Linked DNA regions of Sus scrofa: region 1 is linked to region 2. Evidence: chromatin contacts called from public Hi-C data. All regions are on one chromosome and are shown on one strand. The core of a region is the stretch at or near the end of the contact, and the rest is flanking DNA. Distances in the headings are between cores, read along the strand shown. Region 1 overlaps TPRG1 (tumor protein p63-regulated gene 1 protein). Region 2 overlaps LOC110256384 (a long non-coding RNA gene).

Evidence for each region. A called contact is a pair of places that touch in the nucleus more often than the background predicts.
Region 1: a contact with region 2 is called in a Hi-C map of embryonic fibroblasts, with 2.4 times the contacts expected there. The contact joins two enhancer-like sites. A contact is called at or near these places in 2 of 47 Hi-C or Micro-C datasets (embryonic fibroblasts and subcutaneous adipose tissue).

Annotation. Positions count from the first base shown.
Region 1 is chr13:126,541,827-126,546,603 of Sscrofa11.1, forward strand. All of the region lies in intron 1 of TPRG1 (tumor protein p63-regulated gene 1 protein), which reads left to right. Among named protein-coding and RNA genes, the nearest start is that of TPRG1, 14 kb to the left of the region's middle. Within about 2 kb of position 1,610, at least 6 of the 83 cell types and tissues checked have an H3K27ac peak or open chromatin away from gene starts, as enhancers often do. A contact at or near this core is called in embryonic fibroblasts, where this site is marked.
Region 2 is chr13:125,042,597-125,047,938 of Sscrofa11.1, forward strand. LOC110256384 (a long non-coding RNA gene) reads right to left here. Exons shown (of 4, transcript XR_002337796.1): 4 at 3,336-4,326. Among named protein-coding and RNA genes, the nearest start is that of MASP1, 17 kb to the left of the region's middle. Within about 2 kb of position 4,080, at least 6 of the 83 cell types and tissues checked have an H3K27ac peak or open chromatin away from gene starts, as enhancers often do. A contact at or near this core is called in embryonic fibroblasts, where this site is marked.

The sequences.
Region 1 (4,777 bases), core at 360-2,859, 1.5 Mb after region 2:
ATAAGTTATTACAAACTATTGAGTAGGTTTTCCTGTGTGATACATTAGGTTCTCATTAATCATCTATTTTATACAGTAGTGGTATGTATTATTCCCACCCTCCCAATTCTTCCCCCCCAACAACTTCTAGGGTTACCATTAGATTGGTTTTGAAATCTGGGAGTTTGCTTTTTAAATAAGTCCTTTTGTATCATTTTTGAAAATAAAGAGATTTTTTCAATGACTATTAAATTAATTGCTCTAGAAAGGCTTAAAGGAGATGAATTCCTAAAAAATACTCTTATCATTAATTTAAGGATGAAGCAACCATAAGGAGGGACAAAAAATTAAAAGCTGGAAGAACTCTGAAAGTTTTTAAAGAAAAATAAAACAAAAGCAACCAAAATAAAAACAAAAATACCTGTATCTGGAAGTAATGGAGAATACATTATGGGTGGTTTAGTGAAGAAAAATGAGAAGGAACTCTGGAAGAGGCTTAAAGAAAGGACTTGGCCCATTGACTGGCAAATGAATGTCATCAGTTAAAAAATATGCATTCATATATCACCTTTTCTGACTAGCTGACAGTGGTGGCAGTACATTTCTTTAGTATTAAGATAAAAATACTAAAGTGAGGTTCAAGAGAATTAGTTTGCTTATGTTTCCTGAGTACAACTCTCTTGAGGGTCTGATCTTTTTAAACTTCTCGTAAAATCTTTTTAATTCCTGTAAGTCTGTTTCTTGCAGGCACTTCTCACAAACCTTTTCCCTCTTGATAGTTAAGTAAGCTTTGCTGTGGAGCCAAGCACCAAAAATTCAGTATTCAAAACCTCTGTTAATTTAATGTTCGTTCACTTTAGAAAACCAGTCGTATTCACTCACAATCTGGAACCAGCTTTCACTGCTCAATGTCTCATGATTTTAACAGTGCAGGGCCATTTGTGGTCACTATCAACATTACACACTCCATCTACAGAGTGTATGAGCCACAAATGTGGGTCTGCTCTTGGCCTTAGCCTTGCCTTCTGGGGAATGCATGCTGTGTAAACAATATACCTGATAAGGAGAATGAACTGTGCAAAGATGTTCACTGCAGCACTATATATAAAATAGCAAATACACCAAAAACTGATTAAATAATTTAGCAACAGGGGGAATCATTTTATTACAATATTTTGGCCAATATTTATTACATTGTTATAAATATGTAAATATAACTGTAAATTTAAAATATATTTATATATTTTATAAAAATGTAAATAGTTACTGCTGATGTTTATGTAGTCATGAAAATAATAATCATGATAATTATGAAGACTTTTAGCCATGATTATTGGGAAAATGTTTATGATAGTAAATAAACATAAGTGAAGAAAGAAAATTGAAAAATGGAATAAACCTCATGTTTACAAATGCATAAATGATTACCAATGAAATTGGTAAGCTGGGGAAGAGTTGGGGTTTTTATCTTTTGCCTATTTTTCACTTAAGTTTCATTCTTTCGATGATTAGAAAATCCCACATTATGCAACAGTTCACCAGTTTTTCAATCCTGGTATCCCAGGAGGCCTTGAGATGTCTGAGGTTTGACGTCGAGCTGCCCAGAACCACAGAATTACCCCCCAGAGGAGCGAGGATTAGGCAAGAGCTCCCTGAATTATGGATGGACTGGGTTGGAAAGTACCTTTGAGGTCATACTAGTCCAATGCCCTCATTCGACAAATAAGATTTATTATCACACATACTAGTAATTTGACCTGAACAAGTTACTCATCTACTCTACACCTTGGTTTCCTCATCTGCAAAATAGAATAATAAAAGTCTCTATGCCCCCTGTTTGCTGTGAGGTTTAAGTGATATGAAGGCAGTGCATGGCACAGAGTAAGCCCTTAATCAGTGTTTGTTTTGAATACGACAAAAGCTAGTGGCTGAGTCTAGGCCAGAATTCAGGTTTCCTGACTCCTTCACTATTTCTATCTCACCACATCAGAGACCTTTCATCTGAGTCCAGGCTGCAGTCCTTTGCTTTGCCTGGTACTGGGCAAGAAAAAGCCTAGTCCAGTACCACTGAGGATACTGTCCTTTACGTAACTCTTGCCTATCAGGTGATTAATGGCATACACTGCAGTCAGGACTACATATGAAAACTGTCGTGATATCATACTTAACTGAACTGAAAATATGTTTTAAATACGACAGAAGAGGGTTCAAGTCCTATGATTATTTAGGTCCTGCTTCTTTTTTTTTTTTTTTTTTTTTTTGTTGTTGTTGTTTTGTTGCTATTTCTTGGGCCGCTCCCTCGGCATATGGAGGTTCCCAGGCTAGGGGTCGAATCGGAGCTGCAGCCGCCGGCCTACACCAGAGCCACAGCAACGCGGGATCCGAGCCACGTCTGCAACCTCCACCACAGCTCACGGCAACGCCGGATCGTTAACCCACTGAGCAAGGGCAGGGACCGAACCCGCAACCTCATGGTTCCTAGTCGGATTCGTCAACCACTGCGCCACGATGGGAACTCCCTGCTTGACTTCTTGATCTGTACTTGCTTTTATGAGCTTTGCTTTTCTGCTTGACTTCTTCTTCTTTCTTTTTTTTTTCTTTTTAGGGCCATACCCGAGACATATTGGATGTTCGCAGGCTAGGAGTCAAATCAGAGCTACAGCTGCCAGCCTCTGCCACAGCCACAGCAACACAGAATCTGAGCCATGTCTGTGATCTATACCACAGCTCATGGCAATGCCAGATCCTTAACCCACTGAACGAGGCCAGGGATTGAACCTGTGTCCTCGTGGATCCTAGTTGGGTTTGTTAACCACTGAGCCATAAAGGGAAATCTCCTGCTTGACTTCTTGATCTGTACTTGCTTTTATGAGCTTTGGTTTTCTTATTGACAAGATGGGATCAATAAGGATCATCTTTCCCGTACAAGTGTGATGTGAGCTGCCATAGGTAAATGGGCTTTGTAAAATGTAAAGTAAAATACAATTCAAAGCGGTACTTTAGTTTTTTTAAATTATTTTTATTTTAAAACTACTTTTGTAGTGCATTCTATGTGCCATGCATTATCCCAAAGACTTTACAAGAAGTAATTGAATGCATTTTCATAGCAGTCCTATAAAGTAAGTACTATTATTGTCCCAGCTTTACTCAAGGGGGTGCAAGGAGATTTAGGAGCTTACTCTACATCACAGAGCTGGTAAGTGGTGGCACTGAGATTTGAATTTAGGACTTTGTAGTTTGACCACAGAGTCCGTGCATAGGCCTCATGCTGCTTTATTAGTGCCTTGGCCTAAAAGTAAAGAAACATAGGTTTTAGAGTCTGTTCTCCTTCCACACATGGTTCTATATAGTCCATACAGTCTAGTTTAATGCATATAGTCCAGTCTAATGTAATGCAATCCAGTGCAGTCCCGTCTAATCCAATCCAATCCTATTCAGTTCAATGCATTTCAACTCAAGACATACTCTTGAGTATTTAATTTGTGTTAGCAGTCACTGCAGTGTGGCAGCTAATAGGAGTAGGACCCAAGACACTTGGGTTTTGATGATGGTAAAATATAGGGTGAATAAGTCAGTCTCAAGAAAGAAGGTCAAATCTGGAACTATGAATTTTAGGATAAAGTTGCTTTGTAAAGTCTCACCTTTCTACTGCTCATTAAATAAAAAGTGGCCTAGGGAGTTCCCTGGTGGTTAAGTGGGTTAAGGATCTGGTGTTGTCCCTGCTGCAGCTCAGGGTACAGCTGTAGCATGGGTTTGATCACTGCCCGGTGAATTTTTGCATGCTGTGGGTGTGGCCAAAAAAAAAAAAAAAAAGTGACAAGTGGCCCAGCCATCTGGGAGATATAGGTCTCCTGGAACCCTGAATCTGGGTTGGAGAAGAGTTGGAAAAATAGGTACTGAGGACCCGTGAAAAGTAAATGATCATTGACTGGGTTTATGTCTTCAGTACTGGCACCTTTGCTCTCTGTCTGGTTCCAGGCATTTGGCCAGCAGCCTCATTTTAAGTTACAATGAGGCTATCTCAGTGGCCTGGTATGTGTAAATTCTTATTCCTCCTCCTCCATTAAGCATTCCAAGGGAAACATTCCTATTGGTGGGATTTTCTGTCTTTTGTCCATTTAAAGAGATACTCCCCATAAGGTACCTTGAATGGTGTCTGGCCCATAGTTATAGCTCCTGCAGTGGCCAATATTGCCATCATTATCCTAAACATTTGTATCTGACCACTTTTCCATAGTTCCTTCTGAGAGAGAGTTTGAATAGCCCCATAGCCCGACCGCATATGACAATCATTTGTTTCTTTTAGGGAGTTCTATCTTCCTGTTCTAAGATGAAAAGTGGGACAGACCAAGCTAAGCATCACAGATCATGCTTCTGCTTGTTCAGTGGTCACACTGCAAAGAATAGGAACATTCCCCATGGGTAAACTGTTCCCTTACACAACACTTTTGACGTTACGCAATTAAAAAGGCTTGCACATTAAAATCTGAGGCCTGTGTAAGTACTGCATAATTAACTGCTGTCTATTTAACCAGACAGCTCCAGTAAGTTAATTTGATGTCTGTTACGAGACTTAATAATTGTCAGTGATTTTTAAAAACAATTTACTGGTATAATCATTAACTACCCCTAGATTATCTTGTCAAATTGATAATTAAATGCCTCAAAATTCATTACAGAGTCAGTGCATTAATAGGAATGTAATTAAGTAATGTTTGCTTATGTAAGCTAGACTTTATTATCTGTATGTACACTTATTTATCTTTTCTATCAAATTTTCCTAAGGACCTCTTCAGAA
Region 2 (5,342 bases), core at 2,830-5,329:
TCTTAAGGATTTACTTTAAAATTTCTTTCAATGTGGGTTTACTGGTGATCAATTTGAGAAAACTTTATATGTGTGCAAAAGTCATTACTTTGCCCTTGTTTTAAAAAGATATTTTCAGAGTTCCCATGGTGGCTCAGAGGTAACGTACCCGATGAGTATTTGTGAGGATGCGGGTTTGATCCCTGGCCTCGCTCCAGGAGTTAAGGATCTGGCACTGCTGTGAGCTGTGGTGTAGGTCGCCCATGCAGTTCAGATCTTACGTTGCTGTGGCTGTGGTGTAGGCCCTAGCCTGGGAATCTTCAAACGCCACAGGTGTGGCCCTAAAAAAAAAAAAAAAAAAAGATATTTTCAAGGAAGCGGAAGAGTCTATATAATTTTAGGCAAAGAAAGGCATAATTAAAATGACAGTTCCCATATATCAAGCACTTACTATATACACCAACAACCTTCTGAGTTAAGCATTATTACTGTTATTGCATTACACAGATTTGGAGACTAAGGCCCAGAAAATTATTCAACACAGCAAGTGGAAAAGTGACATTCACATGACTCTGGGGTCTCTAATCTTAATTACGACATTCCACTGTCCATCAGGAAGATAGAGGGCCTGTGAGTATACACTCCAGGAAATGCCTCATGCTAATATTGCTGAGAAAAAAATTAAGTCACTTGAGAGTCACCCCAGACTCTTTCCAGAACAACAGTCTTAACAGGAAACTCTTAGAGCCCTGTGAAACCACACAACTCCCCAGAGACATGCTTAAAGGGAATACAACCAACAAAACTCCACAACACAGCTGGTTGGTCAAAGCCACCCAAAGTCATACCCAGAGCGTGAGAAATGGCTTTATAAAATGGGCAGCTGGGGGTTGGGATGGGTCTTGGTTCTAAAGGGGCATTTCTTAGAGACGGGGTATACGCTCATGAGAACAGAGCACTGCTGATGCTATTGAGTTGTGTGGCATTCCCTTTTTCTAAACCTTCTGTGGTGGGAGCATGGACAAAACCTAGAACATTAAGTGTCTACCCACACTACCTGGATGGATGGACTCAGCTCTAAGAGCCTGAGCATCCTCATCTATGGTGAAACAACATGAGTGGTATGCCTATCATTTGGTATTATAAAAATAAAAAGGAGTCTTCTTTTTGTTGTCATTTTTCTGAATGTTTTAAGATTCTGCACAGGGATTCAACAAAAACATAGTATATCAGACACATGAAATATACCAAAAAAGCTGCACCAAGTTAGAATTTGGAACAGAAAGTATTTATGAAACAGGCATTGCTACTGGGCATGTTTTGGTCTTCAATTAAATTCTTTTGAAACTCTGGCTCCATGGTGAAATGGTTTTGGAGTTGGTAACAATAAAACATCGGTTACACTGGTGAGTAATGGTTTTATTTAAAACAGGATGAAATGTTAACTCACTGGTGCCCAGAACTAAATGTAAGATCTCTAAGTGGCTAGTCTTGAGAATGACAGAGGCCGGAGGCCAGAGTCACTAATATTAACCTTTAGGTAGTTGGCTGAAATGCACACAGCACAGCAACCTGCATTTCACCTCATAGTTTTGCCTCTGTGTATTATTTGTGCCTCAAAATCCTGTTGGGAGCACCCAATATTGACTTTAGAAAAACAAAAACCAAAAAACTAGCAGAGACACTAGGATTCAGAAAAATCGATTTGGTCAAAGTCTTACCACTTGTGGAGGCTGCAGAACTCAGGAGGTCAGGAGGCGGTGGAAAGAGCTCAGGCTGGGTACCTCTTTACTGGGGACTAGTAAACACGTGTGAAGGAGGATAATGCCTACTTTGTGGAGATAAAAATATACTTCCTTAAATACTTAATATAACTTAGCTATTCTTCTCCCACCTCACTTTCCACTAGAGCACAAGGGTGCTGACAAACAGCCACAGGCAAGCTCCCACTTACTAGTCCCCCAACCACAAGGATCAAGCTGGAAACAAACCAGCCTGGAATGGACTTAGTACTGCTCCCCTCCTAGCTTGTGTGTCCTGGGCTTTGGCTATTTCCCCCAGTGCTCTCTTCTCCTCCCTCTGCCCTGGCTGTCGGCACTTCAGCCTGGGCCGGTCCTCACCTGGCTCTGGAGTCTTCTGAGGGGTGGGGGGGAGAGAAAAAAGAGGACATGCTGGAGCGCCTCTTCTCTTGTGGGGTGGTCACTGCTCTGATCTCCCATCCCACCTCCTCCCATTGGCGACACTCTCTCCGGGCCTGCACACCCTTCTTTTCTTTGGCTCCAGCTCTCAGAGCCAAGCTCCCTGGCAAGACTGCTTTCCCTCTGGAACATGGGGCCTGTAGTTCGCCTCGGGTTACCGAGAACCCATGTTCGCAGCAGCATCACCTGAGGATTTGCTGGAGGCCCACATTCTCTGAAGTCCTACACCAGGACTAATGAATGAGAGCTCCAGTGCCAGGGCCCAGGAATCTGTGTTTTAACAAGCTCCTTAGGTAATTCCCATGCACCCAAAGTGTGAAAACCACTGTCTTAGGGAATCAATGCAAAAGGATCTGAGTATTCACATCTGCTGCTTCTTTATTTTTGTCTTTTCATCTTTTCTAGGGCTGCACCTGTGGCATACAGAGGTTCCCAGGCAGGGATCTAATCAGAGCCACACCAGAGCCACACCAACACAGGATCCGAGCTGCGCCTGCAACCTACACCACCGCTCACCGCAACACTGGTTCTTTAACCCACTGGTGAGGCCAGGATCGAACCCACAACCTCACGGTTCCTAATCAGATTCATTAACCACTGAGCCACGACGGGAACTCCTCAGCTCTCCTTCTTATCAAGCAGGTGGAGAACTTCCCAAGTTGCTATTAAAGGCTGTGTCCTTGCTCCAGGAACAGGTGATGGGAATGGGGAGGGGGAGGGGTGAAGGAGACGGTGGGTATGGGGAGACAGATGGAGAGTGGGATGAGGAGGGGGGCGGGGAATGAATGGGGAGGGGCTTGGGGACATGGATTGAAGGGGGAGGAAAGGAGGAGGAGCTCTAAGACTGAGCTCTGATCTGCAGGAAAGGAAGGGGCAAAGGGGCAAGAATCCTGCATTTTCAGAGTATTTATGACTGGGCAGGTACTTGGCATCCACTATTTCCTTTCATTTTTAATTTAACTTTTTTTTTTTTAGGGCCACGTCTGTGGCATATGGAGGTTCCCAGGCTAGGAGTCGAATTGGAGCTACAGCTGCCAGCCACAGCCACAACAGATCTGAGCTGCATCTGCAACATATACCACAGCTCACAGCAATGCCAGATCCTTAACCCACTGAGTGAGGCCAGGGATCAAACCCACAACCTGATGGATACTAGTTGGGTTGTTACCACTGAGCCATGACAGGAACTCCTCATCCAGAACTTTTATGTTTGTGTTTGTGTTTTACTCTTCCAAGTTCCTCCTCACTCAGAAGAAAGTTCTCAGATCTCTTCTGAGGAGACAGAGAAGACAGAATATAAAACGAAATAAGAATGGAAAGGGTTTTTTCAGCAGGAGAGATGGGTTTCTGCTTTTCCTAGAAGCACTGTTGCTTCTCCAGGGACTCCCCATGCCCTTCAGCCCAAAGCTGTGCCATCCGAAGCCACCTGCACAGGTGGGAAGGGAGCTGGGGCAGCGTCCCAGGGACTGCGAACCTCATCAAACCTTGCGCCTGGGAGGAATCGCAGAGGTCAGCCACCCATTCTTCATCTGATGCTTGAGTCTCTGTCAGCCTCTGCTGGGAACTCGCCCCTATTCAAAAGCTTCGATAACTTGGGAGTGCTAGAAAGTTCTTTCACTGGACGTGAAAACAGGACCATGCCTTTTTGTTCACTGTGCTGTTCCTCCCCACCCACCCCCACCCCCATGCTCAATAAATACTGGTGGAATGTTGGATGAATGAATGAACTAATGTGCAGACATTCTGCCCAGTTTGTGTGGTTAGAAGCACAGTCTTCCTCTGAAGGAAGGCAGGGCCGGGGGCTGCCTGGGATGCTGCCACCATGACCCAGCCCAGGCTGTGCCTTGCTGAGGGCAGGAGCCCTTGGAACTTGAGATGGACGGGAGTGCTCCAGGCTAAGGGGTCCCTGGAGTGGGGAGACCACTCTTTCAAGTGTTCTGAATGCCAGGGCCGAGTGGCAGCCTTCCTCCATGGCCGTAACTTACTACATTCCTGGATAAGTTGAGGAAATTCAATCCATATGTTCTGGGGTTATTTACACGATTCTCGGAGTTGCCGCAGTTGTGTAAGAGTCACTTGACGTCGATGGGGTGGCTTTCTTTTTTCCATTAAGAGAAGAGTTCCTGAAGAAAAGCCAACTCCACTATCCCTGAAAAGGGAGGGGCAGAAGCACAGGGAACAGTCATCTGGGGCCGCCCCACAAGCATCGCAGAGTCTGGGGAGACTGTTTCCAGTGAGTTTCAAAGGGGAGGTCAAGGAAGGAGGGAGATAGGACTCCTGCTGCCTCTGGGACTCCTGCCCAGTTGTGTTCCCACGTGGGCTCTACCAGCTGCCACCAGCACAGCCTCAGTGGCGCAGGGGCAGTTAGAAACAGATAACGGAATTGCTTAAGAACAGGGAGGTGCATCAGGAAGATGCAGCTTCCAGGAAAGCCATGTAGGAGTGCATTTTGGCATTACTGTGAGTTAAGTTACTCCTTCCCCTTGGCCTCAGTCTCCCTTCTGTAAAATGTGAGGCTGCACTTTGCCCTACCACCCTGATGAGTCCTAAGAGAGCATTCTAGGACATTCTTTTGTGTCTCATTGTGAATATTATCTGGTAATGCCCAGATAAACATTTTTCAAAAGATATTTTTACCACAATCCTCAGTAAGAAATATTTTGCACAGTGATCTAGTATACACAACTGAAACAATGTTTTCACAGATGGATGCCTTACCCCTCCTACAAGGTTAGACATGTAGATCAATGGAATCCCACCCAGAGAGAGTCCAGAAATAAACTTATACATTTTTGGTCAAGTGATTTCCAAATGAGGTGCCAAGGCAATTTGATGGGAAAAGATATCTTTTTTTAGATAGTGGTAGTGAGTAGATATCCATAAGCAGAAATATACACATACATACACTCACACCCTTACTTCACGTGATATACAAAAATGAATTAAAAATGGGTTGTAGGGGAGTTCCCATCATGGGTCATCGGAAACAAATCTGAGTAGTATCCATGAGGACACAGGTTCGATTCCTGGCCTCACTCAGTGGGTTAAGGATCCAGCATTGCTGTGAGCTATGGTGTAGGTTGCAGACGCGGTGTGGATCCTGCATTGCTGTGTCTGTGGCATAGACCAGAGGCTACAGCTCCAGGAAAAAAAAAAAAAAAGAAA